Linked DNA regions of Mus musculus: all the other regions are linked to region 7. The links are chromatin contacts, called in public HiCAR-type and promoter capture Hi-C maps. All regions are on one chromosome and are shown on one strand. The core of a region is the stretch at or near the end of the contact, and the rest is flanking DNA. Distances in the headings are between cores, read along the strand shown. Region 1 holds the start of Zfp51 (zinc finger protein 51). Region 2 holds the start of Zfp54 (zinc finger protein 54). Region 3 holds the start of Zfp942 (zinc finger protein 942). Region 4 holds the start of Zfp53 (zinc finger protein 53). Region 5 holds the start of Zfp995 (zinc finger protein 995). Region 6 holds the start of Zfp983 (zinc finger protein 983). Region 7 holds the start of Zfp40 (zinc finger protein 40).

Region 1 (3,125 bases), core at 195-2,694, 1.7 Mb before region 7:
TACACAAAGAAAACCTTTCTCAAATGAATGAGTGAGTGAATGAATGACCTCCCCCAAGTTTTCTATTATTAGCTATTTCACACTTGCATATTGCATTTGTATGTCCACATCAAGTATTGCCCAATATTTTGGTATACTTTTGATATAAAGTACATATTCCACTCCTAAAACTCTGCTCTTCTGATTTACAATTCCAACAAACCTCTCGATTGTGTTCATCTCTATTCATATTGCCAGGGACCCAGTAAGATAGGAGCTATGTGTTGGAGCCTGATGTGCTCAGCACAAGATGACAACTAAAGGTAGTGATTATTCTCCTACAATCTATCCATAGCCAACCTCTGGGAGGTAAAGTGAGCTGTTCCAGTTCCTAGAATGACTGTGGTCTTGTGTGAGGCCAGTGAACATAAAGACAGCTGCTGTTGGTTACTGATTACAATAATTGTATGGAGTCTAGAGAATAGTGTGTCTTAGCCCATCCTCTCCTCTTTTCCTTCTTATATCCTAACCACCTCTTCTTTGGTGTTCACCAAGCTAGATGAACTAACTAGTAACTGACTATATTAAGACTAGAACCATATACCTTATTTTTTGCATCTGTGCAAGTTAAGGTCTCTGCATTCAACACTCCAGAAAAAAGGGAGGGAGGGAGGGAGGGAGGAAGAGAGAAAGAGATAAATAGATAAATAAATAAATAAATAAATAGAGGGGTGGAAGGAAGGGAGGAGAGAAGGAAGGAAGGAAGGAAGGAAGGAAGGAAGGAAGAAAGAAAGAAAGAAAGAAAGAAAGAAAGAAAGAAAGAAAGAAAGAAAGAAAGAAAGAAAGAAAGAAAGAAAGAAAGAATTGGTTTTTCTCACTTTAAGCATAAATCACAAGACTAACTCCTTTCTGAGTTAGTAAAATGACAGACCGCCATCTAGTGGTAACATCAGTACAGCACAGGATGAATTCGGCCCTGGGCGGATAGCAAAGAGCCACTGAATTCTTGAGACACCTATTTCTTTTCAAATTCCAAGTTCTTTAAAAGTCTCTCCCAAGTCAAAATTTTAGGATTTGCTTTTGGCTTCTCATGTTTGTGTTTTGGGGATGGGACTTGGGCTTCTGAATTTAGCCTGTGTTGTTGTTGTTTGGTACAAAGTATGTATTCCAGCGGCTGGAAGTCCAGGAGGTGTTAGGCTTCCGGTCATTTATCTAAATGGTTCTGAACTCACTATGGGGGTCAGATATCGGGGTGCAAAGTCCTACCAGATCCACTTCTGGTCTAGCTAGCAGCAAGCATGAGGGGAGGCTGGGCGAGCTGACAGCTGGGCCTGTGTGGAAGGCAGCCAGAGACAAAGTGGGAGGGACGGGTCTCCGCGGGGCAGGGCCACTCACCCGGAAACGGAGGGTGCAAGCACATTGGACGTTACCAGGAAGTGTAGAAAAGTGTTGAGTGGGAGGAGTTAGAGGAGTGACGTGAGCGGAAGCTGGGAAACTAGGTGAGTGAAGCCAGGTAAGTTGAGAACCAAAGCCAAAAGTGTTAACGACCTGTTCACGTCCAGAGCTCACGGCCCTGCACCGTAGGGAATCGCGTAGTGTAGACCTGGGATAGCAGAACGGGGAGGAATTTAGGGGAAGGTAAAACGCCGGCCAGCCGTGTGCCGCGCGGGGCATCTTGGGAGAGTCAGCAGCACAGCAGCTGGAACCATAGCTCAGAAACCTCCCAAGTCAAAGGAGCTACGGGGCTGGGAAGGGGCCGGAAGAGAGCAGGGCGTGATCAGTTTTTCTGGTGTTCATAAGTAAGCTGGCTCGATATATTTTAGTGCATATAAACTGAAATAATCCTGATGTGTTTTTCATTGACCAAATGATTGCCAAAATATTCAAAATAGTAGAATAGTAGAATATTTTAGTTTATCTACTGAAGTTTGCAAACCAGTTCTCTTTGTTGAGATAAAGGATAAAGCTCTTTAAATTTACTTACATCCATGCTAACTCCACTGTTATACCCAGGACATACTTGGTGACTTAACATCCCCAGAGAGCTTTTAGCTATTACTCATGAAAGGAATGGCTGGAAATGTAACTGAATCTCAGCGTATATTTGTTGCGAGTTTCGTAGATATAGTTGTAAATATAACTAGAAGTGATTGTCATCACTTCTTCCTCTCCTTCTAGTCTCTCACTCCTCCACTACCTTCCTCCCCCTATCCTACACCTTCCTCTCTTTATCCTCAGAGAAGGGAAAGCCTCCTGTGGATATCCACCCTCCTTGGCATATCAAGATGCAGTGGGATTAGGCACTGCACTGAGGCTATTGAGGCTAGACAAGGCAGCCCAGTTAGGGAAAGGGGATCCAAAGGCAGTCAACAGAGTCAGAGACAGCCTCTGCTCCAGTTGTTAGGGGACCAACATGATAACCAAGTTGCACATCTGCTACAGTTCACAGTTAGAAAGGACATTATAAACCAGTTTTTAATCCTTTAATCCCTGTATCCTATAACCCTTTAATCCTTTAATCACAAGCCTTTAATGCCTACACTTAGGAAACTGAGGCAATTGGATCTGGGAGTTCCTTGCCACCCTGGTACATAAAGGGAGTTTAAGGACAGCTAGAACCACAGAGAAATGTCAGTGGGAAGAGGGAGAAGGAAAAGGAAAAAAGAAATAAAACAGAAAAGGTATTATATTGTATATGATGGTACTATAAATCATCTTTCAAATAATTACTTTAGCTCTTCTATATCAGAAAAAAGACAGCAAAAGTATTTTGTCTCCTTAGTTCTAGAAAACCACTTTGTCCATGAACACAAACTGTTTTTTGGTTTGGTTTGGTTTAGTTTGGCTTAGTTCCTGTGTTTGTTTTGTCTGTGGCTTGAACCCATTGTGTCCCTCTGTCTGGCCCAGAACTCATCCTGTCATGTAGACTAGGCTGGACTGGAAGTCACTGAGTTACACCTGACTCTGTTTCCTGAGTGCTAGCGTTAAAGGTGTGCACCAGGACCACTATTCAAACTGTTGTTTTGTATTTTGTGGTCAGTTCACGGCCACCAGTGTGACTGTGGACTTCTGCCAGAAAGAGGGGCAGTGTCAGCACCATGCTGGGAGTGCTTTGTACAGAGACTGGAGGTTGTAGAATTACAGTA
Region 2 (3,046 bases), core at 257-2,756, 1.8 Mb before region 7:
AGGAAGATTCACTCTTCTTCAACCACTCACCAGCATATCTGTTGAAACCTACTTCCATAGAAGACCAGCTTAAACAACTAGCTTCATGGGACTGAGCAACTATTAGAATCTTGGACTTCCCATTCACAGCTTCCCATTGTTGGGTTAGTTGGACTACAGACTGTAAGTCATTACAATAAATCCCCTTAATGTATATAGAGATATTCCATAAGTTATGTGACTCTAGAGAATCCTAACTAAGACACAAGTTGGTACCAGGATTGGTTCTAGAGGAGCAGAAGTATAAGAATGAATGTCTTAAGAATCTGGAATCCGTTTAATAATTTGTCAGCATCTTCTAATTCACTAGGCACCTTCAACTCCTGAAATTTCTCCAGATACTTTCTCCCCTGGGAGCTTGGAGAATATAGGAGGCCAGTGGTGGAAACTATATGCAAATGCCTTTGATTATCTTGATTCATCAACTGTGACTGGTGTGAATTAGGTGACCCTGTACACGAAGTTTTCTACAATTTGGAGGGAAATAAGAAAACTGATTTGCCTGGCTTGTTGCTCTTAGTATCTCTGGACAAAAACTGGCGAGAGGGGCAACAGCACATTTGAAGAGTTTTGTTCTTGCCCTTTTCCTTGTGCCAGACCTTAGGGTTGGAGATACTGCTACTCAATTGAATGAATTAAATGTAATGGATTTAATTTTGCCCCAAGGTAACAAAGGCCAGGTGGCAGCATCGAATCACCAGAGACAAGGTGATCATAGTTATTATAGTGGGCAATGTAGACAAAACATTCATAATGACCTACCCCATAATGATCACAACTCTGCATTGTGATTACTGTAGTTTTTTACAGTGGTCTCTGTAGTAGAGAAAAGTTTCTTGATAAGGGGTGAAGACTAAGCTTATTCGTGGGCAGGAGAGAAAATGTTTAGTTTATTCTTTGGGATTATGCTGGGTTAGTACAGTCTGTTTTATCTCAAAGCACTTTTATCTTGAGTCACAGAAGACAAACTCCTCTCTGAATTAGGAAAATGGCAAGACCACCATCTAGTGGTGAAAGCCATGCAGCTCAAGATAAATTCACTGACTTCTTGAGACACCTATTTCTTTTCAAAATCCAAGTTCTTTAAATGTCTCTCCGCAAGTCAAATTTTCAGGATTTGGTTTTGACTTGTCATTTTTGTGTGTTGGGATTGTTTGGGATAAGTTTGTCGCTCACGGGCTGGTAGTCAAGTCGAGGTGTAAGGCTATCTTTTATCTGAAGGGTTCAGAACTCAGTATGGTGGTCAGATATCCGGGTGCAGCGTCCTGTCAGATCCAGTTCTAGTCTACGCTGACAGCAAACTTGTGGGGAGTCTGTGGAGAGCGGGTTCAGAGAAGCTTGACAGCTGGAACTGTGTGGACCGCAGCCTGAGACTGATAGGGAGGGACCTGTCTCCGGGGGGGTGGGGCCACTCACCGGAAACAGCCGTTGGGGACAGTATATGGGTGTGGAGGAAGTGTGTTGTGTGGAGGAAGTGTGTTGAATGGAGCTGGGATTAGAGGAGTGGCGTGATAGCTGGGACTGTTCTTTAGTGAACCTAGGTAAGTTGACTGAGGAGCCAAACCCAAAAGTGGCAAGGACGTCTTCCTCGAGGAACTCGCTGGCATGCACCGTGGAGAATCTTGTGATGCAGACCTGGAGTCAGAGGATACAAGAAGGGTTTCAAGGGGACGCAAAAAACTACCCTGAGCCTCAGGTGCCGCGCGGGGCATCCTGGGAGAGTCAGCAGGCAGCAGCCCAACCGGTGGAACCACAGCCCAGTGGGGGAGGGCTGTAACCTACCAGGTTAGAGGAGCTAAGGGGCTGGGAAAGGGAAGGAATCAGACAGGGGTGAGATATTTCCTCGGCTACTCATAAAAATGACAGCTCTCAAAATTCTGCTCTTCATGTCTTGCCCTTGCCCATAGATTTTAGACCATACTAAGTTGATGAATACTGATTTTTTTTCCATTTATTCTCTTGGCAAATTTTTCTTATAGAAGTACTCTAGTGGAGTATTTGAAACTATCTGTTAATATTGGCAAACGTGTTTGGTTTGGTTGTTGTTTTTGTTTTGTTCTTGTTATTTTGCTATGATAGAAAGGACAACGCTCCTGAAATTTACATTAGTCCACACTAATTTCTTTGTATACCTGGGAACTTGGCACCTACGGAGAGGTTTTAACTATCAGTAATGAAAGGAACATGTAAGGAATTTTTAAGAGCAAGGGCATCTTTGCAGTCAGGAGCAAAAGCAATACAACAAAGTCACACCACACAACAAACATCGTGCAAGAGATATATTGCAGATAAACAGAATGGCAGCTACTCTGAAAGGGAAGAGAGTTGGAAGGCTAGGCAGAGGGATGGGTGTTTATAGTGTCTTTGGAGCATGTGAAATGACGTACTGGAAAAGAACAGTGGGTCCTGAAGTATTGCTTGGTCATTAAAGCTGGAACAATGTAATCTGTTAACACTGAGTAATGAAGGGATTTCCAGGTTTTAAGGCCCTGGAGGCACTGAAATGACTAGCCTCCCCTCCTACCCCAGCATCATCCCCAGGTTTCTCTTAGGGCCATAACTGCCATTTCCAGCCCCTTGGGTCAGAAAGTGGCCAAGCTGCTGTCCTAAAGAGAAAGAGAGAGAGAGAGAAAAAAAAAGTCCATGATCAAGCTACAAAGGCTTCCATCATTTTCAGTTCATGATAAGTTCAGAACTTTATTAGTGTATATTATTCTCATTCCAATCATCCAGTTTCATTTCTACCCATAAGTTTTCAAGAAGCTGTGATTGGAAGTGAGGTTCACGCTAGACTAACTGAAAATGTTTTCTAAATATTTTTCAATATTCTGACACTGAATGGCATTTGGGGGATCATTGTACAGTCTTCAGTTTTGTTCCTCTTTATTGACTGAGCACAGTACTGTGCTAGGAATCCAAGTACAGGCTCACTGATCATCCAGATCAGCTCACCTGTGGAACAGAACACAGACCTGGAAGGTGGACAGGGAGGAGACAGTAGCTAAGG
Region 3 (3,186 bases), core at 622-3,121, 1.2 Mb before region 7:
TCTTCAGAATGCACCTGAAACTTTTCATAAAACAAAAATGAAAAATGGTTACACTTGTCCAAAGGAGACATGGAGGAAGAAAGAGAAAATATCATGCCAAAGTCTCGTTTTCTGTGAGGATTTCATTTTACTCTATGAGATGTGAGACTCATTCATACACAGTTCACACAAATGCAGAGTTGTTTTCCCAGGACCTCTTAGTAGGGGCAAGGAAGACTACAAGAAAACTATTCTGACCCACAGAATCAAGGCTGCTGCACTTCTCTAACAGGTCTGTGAAAAAAAGCCCTGACTCTAGGGTCTAGGTGTTCTCACAACTACAAGAAGTCCAAAGTCTGAGAAACTACTAACAACAAACTATGAAACAAAAATAAAAACAAAATAAAACAAAACAAAAAAAAATAGTTTGGTCACATGTGCGTGGACACAGTGCTTTTCTTGAACTAAGGAGACATTTTTCTGATGTAAGTGAGCAATCACAGTTATTCAAAAGATGCTTTCCTATTTTTAAAAACTCTATACTGACTTTTCTATCTATAAAAACATCTTCCTCTCACAGCATGCATACTGGGCTGGACTATATCACAAGAGGAATGGCTAACTTAAGTGCCTATTAACACATCAAAGTCGACATTTTTGGCTAGAAGCTTTCCTGGCTCCTGGTTTTTCTCTTGGTCCCTCCCTGACCCCCATACCTAGTTCAGTCTGGACTCTTCAAGTGGCCTCTGGTTGTTTTCTGGTTCATACTGTAAAACCCAAAAATACCGTGTAAGCACCACCTTCGCAAGAACCAGGTACCTTCTTGGAATGCTGGGAGTTTTAGTTCTTGAGAAAATTGCAAAACCTCATGCATGGGAAAGTATGGTGGCCTATAGGTTTGTCTTTATAAAGCTCTGGAGCATGTGACCAAAGTCCATCTCTTGGTTAGTATTTAACAACCCTTACTCAAATGGTGGAATTGTTTGTTTGTTTGTTTTCTCCAGCTAATCTGAGCATTATCATGACCTACAATTAACCTTCTCCTCAGCCACACCTTTGGACAGTCATCATCTCATTTTCATTCAGCCGTAAGGTGTGATGTTAATAACTAAGCATATGAAGACACATGTCTGAATGCTGTATTTACATCAAAGAGAGCATGCATCTAAGATGGAACTCTAACGGGGAGCAAAACTTTGGTCAGTAAAACTTAATGTTTACAGTCATAATTTTGGTGCTTCGTAATGTATATTTTCTGATTCACTCAAATGTGTACTGGTTCCTCATAAGACTAATATCTACAAAGCTCTCTGGGAATGCCTATTTCCCAGGCCAGAGGCCACTCTCTCCTGAGTAGGCAAATGATGGGTCAAGGGAGTTAAGAAATCTAAGTTCGAGAAGCTTTGTAACTGCTGTAACAAAGAGAACCCCGTGTGCAAACTACAGTACTGCAAATGTTCTACGACACTATTTTCGGAAACCATTCTGGTAACCATAAGATAAATGAAACAAACAAACAAACAAACAAACAAACCACGATACACCCAGTTCATAGGATCTCAAACCTCCTGACAATGATAAAAATCCACAGCAGAATTGTGAGCGCGGCGTCCTTAAGAGCAACTGCAGAAAACAAGCCCCTGCTCCGCTCCAGCCCATTTCCCAGCCCCGCAGCTCCTCTGACCTGCAAGGTTCCAGGGCCGCCGGGCTGCGGTGCCCGCGGCTGCGCGGCTGATGGCTGACTCTCCCAGGTCAGCACAGGAAACCGCATCTGAGGAGAGTTTACGGCCTTCGAAAAGAACCAGGCCAGGGTAAGTCGCCCGCAGTGGGAGTAGAGACAACTTGGCTCCAACAGGTACCTAAGGGGACGCGGTTCCCAGTCTCTGGCCACGATCTTTGGAGCGGCTCCCCTAGCCCCGCCCAGGACACCACGGTTCCGGTCACGTGACAGCGCTAACGCCTTCAGGCCCGCCGCTTTCACTTCCTTAATTACGTTGGTAGAGTCCGTCCAGCTGCGTTCTCTTCTAGGTCGCCAGCTCCAAATGTCCAGGCCAGAATGACGTGAAAAGCCACCATTCCCCTTGCTACCTGTGTAATCCATGTGTACTCGAACTGAGCGCTGGTTTTTCGGCCCCAGTTTCCTCCGGAAACCGGAAAGCTCCTCAGACGCAGTTTCCTGGCTGCGGACCTGGGAGAGTCAGCAGCGCAGCGGCGGGCACCGCAGCCCGGTGGCCCCGGAAGGTCCCAGGTCAGAGGCGCTGCGGGGCTGGGAAACGGGAGGGAGCGGAGCAGCGGGGTGTTTTACGCAGCTGCTTTTATGGATGCCGCTCTCACAGTTCTGTTATCTTACCGTTGTCGGGAAATTGAGATCCTGTGAACTGGGGGTCTATCATGATTTTTTTTTTCATTTATCCTCCAGTTATCAGAATATTCAGTTGTAAAATAACTCATTAAAAATGATAGAGCAGTTGCATTATCTGCTGTTTGCTATTGTGTCAATCACAAAGCATACGGGACGTAAATGTATTCATGTTTCTAACACCCGTGTTTTACTAATTGCTTATTCAAGAGAATACCTTTTACTTCGCTAAATAGAACTTTGTATTTATACTAACCATATGAAGAACCAGTACAGATTCTTTTTTTTTTTGAACGAGAAAATATACTTTATGTTATGCTATGGTTGTGATTGTAAACATTAATATTTACTAAGTAGACTTTAGTGTTGTATGCAGTTTCGGATGTAAATAAAGCATTCAGAAGTGCGTCTTCATATGCTGAGTTCTTATGGTACACCTTAGGGCCAGGCAAGCTCACTATTGCTATGTGAGTGTATCAGACCACTCTATTGTTATGATTAGAAAACCCAGTATAGATTAAAGTTTTAGAAAGCATCTTTTGTACAACTACGATCACTCTCCTGTATCAGAAAAAAGATCTCTGTGGTTGAAGAAAAGCGCTCTGCACCTACATATGTGGCCAAGCTTTTTTTTTTTTTTTTTTTTTTTTTTTTTTTTTTATTGTAGGGTTTGTTATCATCAAGTCCTGTGGTTGTGGACATCCTGTAGGAGTGGGAATGCTTAGACTCTGCTGACAGGGATTTTTGCAGAGATCTCCCTTTGGACAAGTGTAGCAGTCTGGTTTCTATGGGAGACAATAGTTTTCTTGCAGTCTCTCCAGCTTTCTTTTCAGGATTCCTGGGAGAAT
Region 4 (3,069 bases), core at 30-2,529, 1.7 Mb before region 7:
CATTTTCTTCTCAGTGGAGGATACACTGATACCCTTCTGGTAAATGATCTCAGGAGTCATTGTAGAGAGTTGACTTGAGAATAACTGTAAAAGGAAAGTTAAGAAACACAACAGTGTGTGGAACTCAGACAATGGAGGAAAGAAATAAGCAATAGCTGTCCACTGCAGACCTGCCTCAAATCATCTAGAAACTCTGACATCTGGCAGAATATTTGCTTTACATCAATAACTTTTGAAGAATCTAGTGATTCTATCTCTCTCTCTCTCTCTCTCTCTCTCTCTCTTTTTCCCCCCACCCCCCGGAAAGAAAGAAAAGGCCTTTGATGTTTTAAATGGAGCCTTTAATATTACAAAGTCTGGGTCATCAAAACAGTAATCTTCATTATGGTACATTAGTTTACCCAAGTATTGTGAATCTGAGTGCATTAAATTCTTCTTCATCAATTTCTGAGAAAAAATATTTAAAAACAGAAACATGTACTCTGAGTTGCACCCTAAAGCTGATTACTGATTTCTCAATTATTTGTTTCATCTTGGTTTTTCTGAAAATCCATGCAATTATAGTATAAGAAAATGTTAACTCCCCAGAGGTCTACTTACAAATCACAACTGTGTAAGTAATGGAAACATAAAGTTAAGAAACTTGCAAAAGCTTTTAATGAAGTTTAAATCTTAAAACACCGCAATTTATATTAAACTAAAATTATGCAAAGGTAACTGGGGACCACTGATGTGGTTCATAGACATCATAGGCGGGTAGGACTTTTCAATGGCTTCTTCCTTTAAGCTGTTTATCAGGTAGGATTTTTCTTTATTTTAAAACGAAGACTATGTTCCACGTTCCTGAAAAGTCTCTCCCCAAATCAAAATTGCAGTATATGGTTTTGAGTTCTCACGTTTGCATTTTAATAGATGGCATTCTGGCATCTGAATTTAGCCTGTTTTGCTCTTTGGTATATATTATATGGCCCAGAGGCTCATAGTCCAATGGGGGTGTTAGGATGCCTATTTTGTATCTGACGGGTTCAGAACTCACTATGGGGGTCAGATACCGGGATGCTGCGTCATATCAGATCCAGTTCTGGTCCAGGCTCGCAACAAGCAGGTGGGAAGACCGTGCAGATCAAGGCCAGGTCAGCCTTACAGCTGGATCTGTGGGAGGAAGCCTGAGACCGAGTGGGAGGGACTGATTTCCGTGGGGCGGAGCCACTCACCCGGAAGCAGAGGATGGGAGGATGTTACACATTGGCTGGGTGTAGAGGAAGGGTGTGGAGTGGGCGAGTTTAGAGGAGTGACCAGCAGGGATACTGAGATGCAATGTGTGTGAGCCTAAGGAATTGAGGCTAAATAGTCAGAGCCTAAAGTGTTAAGAACGCGTTTCCGGCCTAGGGTCTGCACTGTGTGGAGTCGCGTGGTGCAGACTTGCCTGCAGAGCACACGGCCGGGGTCTCGCGGGACCCGTGAACCCCCAAAGCTACAGGTGCCAGGCGGGGCGTCCTGGGAGAGTCAGCAGCGCCGCGGCGGGAACAGCAGCCTGGCGGCCCTGGAACCTTCCAGGTCAGAGGAGCTGCGGGGCTGCAGAACGGGCGGGAGTGGAGCAGAGCATGATCAATGTCTCCGCAACTCATAAAGATGACAGCTCTCAAAACTGTGCTGTTGGATGTCTTACCCTCGTCGATACATTTTTCAATAATATTGACTGAATAGTGCTATTTTTAATTGATCTTCTACCCTCCACATATTCTCCTACGAATAACCTAGTAGAACATTTAAATTTATCGGTTGATATTTGCAAACGCGGTTCTCTTTGCTATGGTGGAAAGGACAAAGCTCTTGAGATTTTCGATTATCCATACTAACTTCCGTGTGCTACCACTTCCTTATTCAAGAGAGTGGCATATGGACCTAGGGACTATGATTCCATGAAAGCTTCTAGATATTAGTCATGAAAGGAACACCTGCAAATTTAATTAAGAGTACAATTTGTTGTGAGTTCCACAGGTATGGATGTAAACATTAACTTTTAAAAGTCAACGTTTTATCCACCATTAATTTTTCATCTAAAACTCTGTGTATTCACTCTGTGATGTAAATATAGCGTTGTGAAAAGGGTGCCGCCAGGCTTGGTGACACTCATCTTTTATCTCAGCAGTCAGGAGACAAAGACAGATGGATCTCACTGAGTTTGTAGGCCAACCTGATCTACATCGTGAGTTCCAGGACTACCACAGCTACATTGTGAGACCCTGTCTCCAAAAACTTAAATATAAATACAACAACAAGACAAACAAGGGGAAGGAAGAAGGAAGGATGGATAAGAGGGAGGGAAGGAGAGAAAAAAAGTAAGGAAGGCAGGCAAGTCAGACAAAAAAAATTTTTTTTTGTCTTCTTCTGAGTTCTTAATGTTGCAAATTAGAGCCTGGAAAATCACAGTATGCTGTTTGAGGGAATCAGGCTACAGGGTTTTCACAGTTAGACAGCATTTGGTGGTGGTACACACCTATATTCCCAACACTCCAGAGGCAGAGGCAGGTGGAGTTCTTTGCCAGCCTGGTCTACAGAATGAGTTTAAGGAAACCCAAGGCTGCACAGAGAAACCCAGTTTTGCAGCAAAAAGAAAGAGACAGAGAGAATGAAACAAAATTAAAAGGCATTAATTATAGTATATGACAATATTAGAAATAATCTTGTGAATAATTATAACTCATCTACATCAGAAAATATCTGCAATCTTGTTTTGTTAATGGTTCAAGAAAAGCATTCTGCCCATGGACACATGACTAAACTGTTATGGAAAAGTCACCATTGTAGACCAGGCTGGACTGGAATTCATAGATTTCTACCCACCTCTATTTCCTCAGTGCTCACATTAAAGTTGTGCACCAGCAGGAATGTTCAAACTGTTATCTTTTATTTTGTGGTCTGTTGACAATCAGTGGTGTGACTCTGGACTTCTCCCAGGAGGAGGGGCAATGCCTGGTCTCTGCTCAGAGGGCTCTGTACAGACTGCATGTTGCAGAATTGGAACTCTGATTTCTGTGGGTGAAAATAGTTTTCTTGCTGTCTCCC
Region 5 (3,299 bases), core at 580-3,079, 1.3 Mb before region 7:
CACAGGTAAGCTGAACTACCTGAGGAGTGAGACACTTGCACATGGGAAAGAGTCTTCAGAAAGCACCCAGAACTTTTCATGGAACAAAAATGAATGATGCCTAAAAAAGGATAAACATGAAGGAGAGAGAAAATATCAGAAATATAAATGTCTCTTTTCCTCTAAGCATGTAGGCTCAGACACATGCACATTCATTCTCCCTTGAACCCTGAGGAGGAGCTAGAGAGACTTCAAGAAAATTATTGTCACTCACAGAAACCAGACTGCTGCACTGTCCAAAAGAGATCTCTGCCAAAAGCCCTGTTTGCAGGGTCTAGGAATTCCCATTTCTCCTACAAGAAGTCCACTGACACAGCACTGAATGATAACAAACCCTAGAGTAAAAAACAACAGCTTGGCCACCTATGTGAGGGCAGAGTGCTTTCCTTCAACCAAAGAGACAATTTTCTGATACAGGGGAGTGATCATAATTATTCAAAAGATGTTTTCTAAAACTTTATTTTAATGTATAGTGTGTCGAAGAGACTCCAATATTGGGCTTGCCTGGACCCAAGGAGTAACATAAGAACTCAGCATATGAAGACATAGTTCTGAATGTTTTACTTACATCCTAAACTGCATACAACTCTGATTAAAAAGTTCATGGCCACTAAAATGTCTGCTTAGTAAATATTAGTGTTTACACCCATAACAGTAGGGCTCGATAAAGTATATTTTTTGGTTCAATAAATCTGCACTGGTTCCTCATATAATAGTATATACAAAGCTCTCTGGGGATGCCTATTAACCGGGCCAAAGGCATTCTCTTGAATAAGCAATTAGTAAAACAAAGCAAGAAAGCAAGAACAAATTCACTTTCCACTATCTTTGTAATTGGCACATTAGGAAATAGATGGTGCAACTGCCCTTTTACAAGTTTTTTTTTTCCATTTTTTTATTGGGTATATTTTTACATTTCAAATGTTATCCCCTTTCTCAGTTTCTCCTCCACAAACCCACTATCCCCTACCCCTGCCTCTAAGAGTGTGCTGCCCCACCTACACACTCACTTCTACCTCATCGCCCTAGCATTCCCCTACCCTGGGTCATTGAGCCTGCACAGGACCAAGGGGCTCCCCTCCCAGTGATGACCAATAGGGCCATTCTCTGCTACAAGTGCATCTGGAGCCATGGGTCCCTGCATGTCTACTCTTTGGTTGGTGGTTTAGTCCCAGGGAGCTTGGGTTGGGGCGGGTAGGGTGTTCTGGTTTAACAGTGATTTTATGACTGAATATTCCTGTAACTGTAAGATAAATTTTAAAAAATCACGATAAATCCCAGGTCACAGGATCTCAAACTTCTGGTCAGTGGTAAGATATCTACAACAGAACTGTGAGAGCGGCATCCATAAAAGCAGCTGCGGAAAACATCCCCCTGCTCCGCTCCCTCCCGTTTCCCAGCCCCGCAGCTCCTCTGACCTGGGACCTTCCGGGGCCGCCGGGCTGCGGTGCCCGCCGCTGCGCTGCTGACTCTCCCAGGTCCACAGTCACAAAACCGCGTCTGTGGAGACTTTTCCGGGTCCAGAAAGGGCAAGGATGCGGAAACCGGAAGGTAGAAAGACGATCGGTGGAAGTTCCTGTCACTCAGGCCTGGATCTTAGGAGCTGCTCTCCTAGACCCGCCCAATAAACCGTGGTTATGGTCACGTGGTCCCCCAAATCAGTTTGAGAGCAAGAGCTTTCCCCTCCTTAATTACTACTGCTTTTTTCCTGTTCTGGTCAATGTCCTGGTCTTGCCTTTATCCCTGCCCCGGGGATTCCATTCCCTCCTGCTCAGTCATCAGCTTCCTGCCACACAGCTCCACCTGCGGACCTGCTCTGCACAACCTCCCTACTGCTTGCTGACAGACTAGAAAAAAACTGGTTCCATAGGAAGCTGAACTCTTGACATCTGAGAGTGAGTTCTGAAACCCTCAGATAATAGAGAGGCAGCCTAACTTCTTACCTTTGGACACTAGCCTCCTAGGCTACAATCGCACAGCAAAATATAACCTAGACCCTAAATTCTTTTTTTTTTTTTTTTTTTTTTGTGTAGAGTAGAGTTTATTTAGGGCATGGGGTGGGGCTTTAAGAGAGTAATGGAGGCAAAGAAAGACAGAGAGAAGGAGAGAGTAGGTAAGTGGAGACTGGCCTTGCCCTCCTGGAGAGAGGGTGGAAAGGAATGGAGGGCAGAGGAAGGAACAAGGGAGGAAGAGGCCAGAGAGACAAGACTTTAAGAGATAAATTCCAATTTCTATGTTGCACCCCAACACACAAAACTAAAAATGAGTCCCAAAATTTGGCTTCCTTCCAAAGCATGTATCAAAGCATACATGAAGTATAAGAGGGACCACTGAGATGAAAATGTGGATAAAGACAGATGGAACAGAGAATGGTGGGAGGGTGCTCTGCAAGCTCTCTGGGGAGCTCCAGGGACAACGGTCACTCTGTGGAAACAACAAGGTGTACAACAGGGCAGTTGGAAAGCACTGATAAAGTTAAACTCCAAGAGATTTGTCATGGCCACAATAGCAAAGAAAATAGATAATGCAAATAGTTTGCACAAATATTTTCCTACAAATAGTCTGACAACCATAACATGAATGAAAACATCAGCGTCAGCCCCAGTTCATGTAAGCAAAAATACAGTGATAGCACAACAGAATTTTGATAGCCAGGAAAAATAAAATGCCTTCTGACGTGAGTTTATAGTACTTAAAATTCCATGCAGACGGGAATCGTGGTCAGAATCAGAACGGTAAGGAAAATGGACGTAATAATACTTGAATTCTCAAGGGAAAGGGCATTTGTGTCTGACACATCATTTTATCACTCTGGTCTATAACACAGAAGCTGGTATTTGGGTAAGGAATGCATTGAATATATATTTTTCTTTTGGTAGGATGGCCAGTTTTACTATGTGAATCCTCCTCATCCACAAGCTTGGGAGATCTTTCCACATTCTAGTATATTCTTTAATTTCTGTCTTCAAAAACTTGATTCTTTTATCATAGATGTCTTATACTTGCTTGCAATGTGGTGTGGAAAACATATAATCTCAACTGTTGTTTCTACCCAGGTTTTGATTATTCACTTTCAAGGTAAAAGACATACACAATCTTCATAATATGCCTTTATCAGCCCTAGTACTAGGAATGTATATATCATCTATGCTATTAGTATGTCTATCTCCCAACTATTAATCCCACTATATTTTGCCATGTTTTATTTTGGTTGCTTTGAACTCCAATTAGCCAGCCAACATGGCCATTATCGAAGACTC
Region 6 (3,041 bases), core at 36-2,535, 1.5 Mb before region 7:
AACAGGTTTACATGGCAAAATCCTGTCCTGAATGAATGAATGAATGAATCCTCCCAATCTTTCTATTATTAACTATTTTACACTCACATATACATGTATATACACACAGAATGTGTGTGTGCATTTGTGCGCTCACATCAAATACTGCCCACTCTCATCTCCTACCTCTCCACTATCCTGGTTCACAATTCCAACAGTCACTCTACTGTGTCCATATCTATTCATATTGCTTGTGATCCACTGAGATGAACCAGAGCCATTTGTGAGACTGTGGGTTTGGAGCCTGATGTGTGCTGGACCCTGATATGCTAAAGGCACATCACTCTTCTAGAATCTATGAATCTATCCATAGTCAACATCTGAGAGGTTGTGTGTGCCATTCCCTAACCTACACTGACTGTGGTCTTGTGTGAGGCCAGTGCACATAAAGACAGCTGCTGTTGGTTACTGATTACAATAGTTGTATGGTCTGGAGAATGCTGTGTCGTGTCTTAGCCTTTCCCCTCCTTTTTCCCTTCTTATTTCCTAACCACCTCTTCTTCCTTGGTGGTGTCCCCAGAGGTAGAGATTGATGGTGTAGCTGACGGCTTAAGTTTTACTTATTTTCTCTATCAGGATAGTCAAGAGTCTCTGCACCCATCACTCTATTAAAAAAGGAAGGAAAGAAGGAAGGAAGGAACGACAGAAGGAAGAAATTCTATATTTTCTCTCAAAGGACTTTAAGTATGAGTCATAGAAGGCTAATGTCTTTCTGAGTTAGTGAACTGGCAAGTCTGCCTTCTTGTGGTGAAAGCAGTACACTGCGGGGTGAATTCTGCCTTGGGCTGGTAGCAAAAGCTACCAGATCTCTGACTTAAGTTCTTTAAATGTCTCTCCCTAAGTCAGAATTTCAGTATTTTGGCTTCTCATGTTTGTGTGTTGGGATGGGAGAGCCTGTTGCTGTTTGGTATGAACTATGTAGCCCAGAGGCTGGTTGTCAAGTCCAGGTGTCAGGCTATCTTGGATATAAAGGGTTCAAAACTCACTGTGTGTGTCAAACATTGGGTGCACAGCCTCCTAGCAGGTCCACTTCTCACTTCTGGTCTAGGCTGGCAGCAAGCATGAGGGGAGACTGTTCAGCCTGACATCTGGAGCTGTGTGGAAGGCAGCTTGACACAGAATGGGAGGGAGCTATCTCCGTAAGGCGGGGCCACTTACCCGGAAACAGAGGGTGTGAGGATGTGGCCTGTTGAGGCGGGTGTGTGATGTAGAAAAGTGTTCAGAGTGGGAGGAGTTAGGGGGTGACGTAAACGGAAGCTGGGAACCGGCTGATGAGGCCTGGGTAGTTGTACTGAGAGCCAAAGCCTGAGTGTCAATGACCTGTTCAGGTGCAGAGCAAGCAGGCCTGCACCGTGGGGAATCATGTGGTGCAGACCTGGGGTCAGAACACAGGGTGGACTTCGGGGAAGGTAAAACTCGGGGCTGACGTGGGCGCCGCGCGGGGAATGGTGGGGAAGTCTGCAGTGCAGCAGCTGGACCCGCCTCCCTACCGCCCTGGATCCTCCCAGGTCAGAGAAGCTGAGGGGCTGGGAAAGGGGAGGGAGGGGACCAGGCTGTGATCAGTTTCTCTGCTGTTCCTAAGGAAGCAAGCTCTGAAGTTTTGCTGTGGGTTTCTTCCCTTGTCAACACAATTTTAGGTCATATGAACTGAAGTAATCCTGATTTGTTTTTTATTGTTCACCTGATTGCCAAAATATTCATAGTAGAGTGGTCTAGGAGAATATTTGAATTTATCTTTTGATGCTTGCAAAACAGTTCTCTTTATTTAGGTGAAAAGGACAAAGCTCTTGGAATTTACATTCATCCATGCTAACTCCCTTGTTATACCCGTGAACATACTTGGTGACTTGGCATCTGCTGAGAGCTTTTAGACAGCAGTCATGAAAGGAGTGGCTGCAAATGTAATTGAATCCAAAAGCATATTTTTTTGCGAGTTTCATAGATATGGTTTTAACCATTAACATTTAAAAGTAAACTCTATACCCACCATTACCTTTCCTTCGGAGACATGCACTCCCTGATGTAAATGCAATATTCTGCTATAAATGCACCAGGCTTGTTGGCATGCATCTTTAATCCCAGCATGGGGGAGGGAGGACAGAGGCAGGCAGATCAAAGAGTTGGAGACCAGCCTGGTCTGCTTGGTGAGGTCAGGATAGCCAGAGCTACATGATGAGCTCCTGTCTCAACAACAACAAAAAACAAAAGGACAGAAAGAAAGAAAGAAAGAAAAGAAAATCGTGTTTTTGTGCTGAGTTCCTAGAACCTGGAAAGGCACAGTAGGCTATTTGAGGGTATAGGTCACAGTATTTTCACAGTTTGCGCATTATAAACCAGGTGGTATTGGCACACGCCTTTAATCCCTACATTTGGGACTAAAGGTGTGCACCAGGACAAGGACTTAAACTGCTGTTTTGTATTTTGTGGTCATTTCTCAGCCACTGGTGTGACTGTGGACTTCCAGAAGAACAGGCAGTGTCAGGACCCTTCTGGGAAGGCCTTGTTGCAGAATTTCAGCACTCTGGTTTGTGTGGGTGAGAACAGTTTGCTTCCAGCCTCCCTTGTTCCTCCTCAGGAAGAGGCAAGTTATTCTGCAATTGTGAGATCTTTGACAGTGTAAAGCTTCCATCCTTTTTTAGTCCATAATAAATTCAGAACCTCTCTAGTGTATCATATTCTCATCCCAGTCATTCAGTTCCATTTGTGCCCCTGAGACTTGACTGAGCTGTGACTGAAAGTGAGGTTCAAGTTACACTAACTGAAAATGCTTCCTAAATATTTTCAGTATTCTGACACTGCATGAGAATTGGGGGATCGCCGTAGAATTTTCTTTTTATCTCCTGAGCACAGTGCTGTGCCAGAAATGAAGGTGCTTGCTAAATACTCTTTTTCTCATGTGCAGGGTTCACTGATCACCCAGACCTGCTTATCTGTGGAAACCTAGAAGGTGGAGAGGGAGGAGACAGTACCTAAGGATCCAGGTATGTTGGAGGATTGGTGAA
Region 7 (3,197 bases), core at 580-3,079:
TTCACAGGTAAGCAGGACTGGCTGAGGAGTGTGAGATCTGCATGCGAGAAAGATATTCCTCAGAGAGTAACTGGAACTTTTCATGAAAGAAAACGGAAAGATGCTCACACCTGTCAAAAGAATATACTTGAAGGAAGGAGAAAATATCATGAAAAATGCCTGTCGTTCTCTAAGGATTTCACTTTACTCTGTGAGATGTAAGACTAATCACACACATAGTGTAGTTTTCCCAGCACCTTGAGGAAGAACAAGGAAGACTGCAAGAAAACTATTCTCACCTAGAGAAACCAGACTGCTATACTTCTCCAACTGGAGATCTCTGTAAAAGCCCCGTGAGTAAGGTCTAGGCCTTCACATTCCTCCTGCACCAAGTCCACCTTCACAGCCTTGAAGATCAACAGATCCTTAAATAAAAAAGTAAAACAAACAGTGACAAAAAGCAGACAACAGTTTGGCCACATGTGCAAGGGCAGAGTGCTTTTTGTGAAACAAGGAGTCATTCATTACTCTGATTCCAGTGAGCGAATACAATTATTGAAACGATGCTTTCTAATTTTAGTTTTAATCTAAACTGAGTTTGCTGACTATAAAATCATGATTACACATTTCTGAATTGTGTATTTACACTCCAAATACTGTATTTATAGAGTGCTTACATCTCAAGACAGAAAATTAACAGGGAGTAAAATTTGCTTAGTAAACATTAATGTTTACAGCAGTAACTTTGGCATTTAATAAAGTACTGCTATGGGTAGCTGGCCAGAGATGACCACTCAAACAGTTTATAGCCCACTCAAAGTCTTTATTCCAGCCGGTTGAGACCACACCCAAGTGTTCAGGGACCTAAGTGTTTCTGTGAATGTCCAAAACATAGGGGTTTTAAGGGCAGGGACCTCATCCAGGCATCTTGCATAGCAGCTGCTGGGGCCATTCTGCAGAGTAAGTAGTTTGAAGCAAGCAGTTTTTAACAGTAGCTAAAATAGGAGGTTAGCCATCCTGATGGGAGGTTCCAGCACACCAGCAGCTAGGATCTAAGGTTGACTGGAAGAGGTTACTCAAAAACTTTAATCAATGGCTAAGTATGGTAGGTTAGCTAGGACATCCTGACCTAGAATAGAGTTGGGTCGTTTTTTTCATGGGATTCTCCATCAAGAAAATAATTTTTTAGTTAACCCTGGAAACGGTCTCAGCAGGAATACAACAAGATGGAGGAACCGCTACACTGTTTTGCTCTGTCACAGTGTATATTCTGATTCTATCAAATCTGCACTGGTTCTTCATGCGACTAGTATCTACAAAGCTTTCTGCTGTGCTTAGTCCCAGGGGCAAAGGACAATCTCTGAAATAGGCAAGTAGTAGAACACAGAAGTTAGAAAAAAGCATGCATGAATTTAAATTCCAGCAGCTTTGTAACTATTACAAAGCAATGAGAAGCCTGCTTGCAGACAACAGATGATGCAAATGCTCTAGCAGATTATTTTATGAAAATATTCTGGCCAGCATAAGATAAATGCAAAAATGACGATAAACCCCTGTTCATATGATTTCAATCTTCCCGACAATGGTAGGCTATCCATGGTTAAAAGATTATCTACTACAGAATTGTGAGAGCGGCTTCCTTTGAGCAGCCTCCACCCTTGCTCCCGCCCGTTTCCCAGCCCCGCGGCTCCTCTGACCTGGGCGTTCTATGGCTGCCGGGCTGAGGCTCAAGCTACAGCGCTGTTGACTAATGACTTTCTCAGGACTCCTCTCGCGGCACCTGTGGATGCCTGGAATTTTCACGCCCTCCTAGAGAAGCCCGTGTCCTCCACCCCGGATTCCGGACCTCGCAGCTTCCCCGGTCCCTCAGTGAATGGTGAATTTTTCTGTCACTCTGTGCAGGCTCCTTGGAGCACCGCCCTAGCTCCGCCCACCACACGCTGGTTCCGGTTACGTGAGGGTTTTTTTTTTTTTTTTTTTTTTTTTTGTAAGCCCACCCCTCCCAAGCTCTTCTCTTTCTTTCTTTCTTTCTTTCTTTCTTTCTTTCTTTCTTTCTTTCTTTCTTTCTTTCTTTCTTTCTTTCTTTCTTTCTTTCTTTCTTTCTTTCTTTCTTTCTTTCTTTCTTTCTTTCTTTCTTTCTTTCTTTCTTTCTTTCTTTCTTTCTTTCTTTTTTTCCAAGTCTATCCGATTGTTTTCGTTTTTAAAAACTTCCTCGCCTTCTGATCAGGCGAGTATCCCCGCTCCGCGGAGGCAGGTCCCTCCTAGTCAGTATTGGACAGCCTGTCACACAGCTCTAGCTGTCAGGCTGCGCTGCACACGCTCAGCACAGTCCCACCCACCCACCTACCAGGCTTGCTGACAGCTAGACCAGAACTGGATCTAGTCCGCTGCACCCAGGTCTGACCCAGACCGTGGCTTCTGAAGTCTTCAGATAGAAGTTATTCTGCCTAACTTTTCATCTTGAGATACTAGCCTTCTGGACTACAGCAAAAAGGAATCAGCCGACACCCTAAATTCTGACTTTTGTTCCGCTCCCAACATTATAGTAAACCTAAGGTTAAAATGCCCTTGACCTAAAACAGACAAACAAACAAACAAACAAACAAACAAAAAACCCAAAACAAAACAAAACAAAACAAAAAAAAACTATAGCTGTGTCCTTTAAGGAAAACACTGTAAGTGGTATCTTAAAGATACATAGCTCAAAAACCAAGAGTCAAATTCAAGGAGAACAAAGCAGGTTGAGCATGTAAATGAACTAAAAAAAGACAGGAACAAAATGATTTGTTGGGGGGAGGGGGCAGATAGCAAATGCTGATGGAAATGAGGACGACTTAAGATATGAAGATTGAATTCAATAAGTAGCTAGAAACATCGAAAAAGTCCAAACTGAAGTGAAGCAAGAAATCAAAACTGCAATGTCTAATAATAACTCAGAACAGGTAGGAGACAGAATATCAGGCTTGAAGACAAAGTACGGGAGCGGGATGTCTCAGTCAAAGGAAATGATGAATTAAAAGAAAATACACAAGTAGCACTGTTTAAAGGCAGAAGTGAAATTTAAACTGTGCATCCAACACTTATATGAAATAATTTAAATTTTAGACATTAACAACTCAATCTGGAGAGCTTTACTGGGAAGCTGGGTAATTATTTTCATAACTATGCAAATTGGAGTGACACTGAAAAGCCATCTGCATCCTTCTCTCACAGACCTT

What was found. Promoter capture Hi-C pulls out the DNA fragments that hold promoters and counts their contacts. HiCAR-type assays count read pairs that join an accessible place to other places. Capture Hi-C pulls out chosen DNA fragments and counts their contacts.
Region 1: a promoter capture Hi-C map of adipose tissue shows a contact between it and region 7, with 4 times the contacts expected there. The contact joins the promoter of Zfp51 here to the promoter of Zfp40 in region 7. A contact is called at or near these places in 1 of 39 promoter capture datasets (hippocampal neurons), 1 of 115 datasets of contacts at active chromatin or transcription factors (astrocytes) and 2 of 9 other capture datasets (adipose tissue and liver).
Region 2: a promoter capture Hi-C map of adipose tissue shows a contact between it and region 7, with 2.8 times the contacts expected there. The contact joins the promoter of Zfp54 here to the promoter of Zfp40 in region 7. A contact is called at or near these places in 2 of 39 promoter capture datasets (liver and pre-B cells) and 1 of 9 other capture datasets (adipose tissue).
Region 3: a contact with region 7 is called in a promoter capture Hi-C map of hippocampal neurons, with 16 times the contacts expected there. The contact joins the promoter of Zfp942 here to the promoter of Zfp40 in region 7. A contact is called at or near these places in 8 of 39 promoter capture datasets (the 3T3-L1 cell line, 3T3-L1-derived adipocytes, the C10 cell line and 3 more), 1 of 484 Hi-C or Micro-C datasets (B cells), 1 of 115 datasets of contacts at active chromatin or transcription factors (astrocytes) and 2 of 9 other capture datasets (liver and pancreatic islet).
Region 4: a promoter capture Hi-C map of adipose tissue shows a contact between it and region 7, with 3 times the contacts expected there. The contact joins the promoter of Zfp53 here to the promoter of Zfp40 in region 7. A contact is called at or near these places in 1 of 39 promoter capture datasets (pre-B cells) and 1 of 9 other capture datasets (adipose tissue).
Region 5: a contact with region 7 is called in a HiCAR-type map of astrocytes, with 9 times the contacts expected there. The contact joins the promoter of Zfp995 here to the promoter of Zfp40 in region 7. A contact is called at or near these places in 1 of 39 promoter capture datasets (hippocampal neurons), 1 of 115 datasets of contacts at active chromatin or transcription factors (astrocytes) and 1 of 9 other capture datasets (adipose tissue).
Region 6: a HiCAR-type map of astrocytes shows a contact between it and region 7, with 6 times the contacts expected there. The contact joins the promoter of Zfp983 here to the promoter of Zfp40 in region 7. A contact is called at or near these places in 2 of 39 promoter capture datasets (the C10 cell line and hippocampal neurons), 1 of 115 datasets of contacts at active chromatin or transcription factors (astrocytes) and 1 of 9 other capture datasets (adipose tissue).

What each region holds. Positions count from the first base shown.
Region 1 is chr17:21,448,930-21,452,054 of GRCm38.p6, forward strand. Zfp51 (zinc finger protein 51) reads left to right here and starts at 1,445. Exons shown (of 5, transcript NM_009558.4): 1 at 1,445-1,492.
Region 2 is chr17:21,421,738-21,424,783 of GRCm38.p6, forward strand. It overlaps Zfp54 (zinc finger protein 54), which reads left to right and starts at 1,507. Exons shown (of 5, transcript NM_001379357.1): 1 at 1,507-1,580.
Region 3 is chr17:21,960,593-21,963,778 of GRCm38.p6, forward strand. It overlaps Zfp942 (zinc finger protein 942), which reads right to left and starts at 1,872. Exons shown (of 6, transcript NM_001199048.1): 1 at 1,664-1,872. It overlaps Zfp943 (zinc finger prtoein 943), which reads left to right and starts at 1,967. Exons shown (of 4, transcript NM_001025373.2): 1 at 1,967-2,227.
Region 4 is chr17:21,487,709-21,490,777 of GRCm38.p6, forward strand. It overlaps Zfp53 (zinc finger protein 53), which reads left to right and starts at 1,280. Exons shown (of 5, transcript NM_013843.3): 1 at 1,280-1,557.
Region 5 is chr17:21,908,097-21,911,395 of GRCm38.p6, forward strand. Zfp995 (zinc finger protein 995) reads right to left here and starts at 1,830. Exons shown (of 5, transcript NM_001256493.1): 1 at 1,458-1,830; 2 at 1-100.
Region 6 is chr17:21,649,326-21,652,366 of GRCm38.p6, forward strand. It overlaps Zfp983 (zinc finger protein 983), which reads left to right and starts at 1,286. Exons shown (of 7, transcript NM_001357098.1): 1 at 1,286-1,547; 2 at 2,478-2,620; 3 at 2,942-3,020.
Region 7 is chr17:23,191,399-23,194,595 of GRCm38.p6, forward strand. It overlaps Zfp40 (zinc finger protein 40), which reads right to left and starts at 1,830. Exons shown (of 6, transcript NM_009555.2): 1 at 1,677-1,830; 2 at 279-404; 3 at 1-37.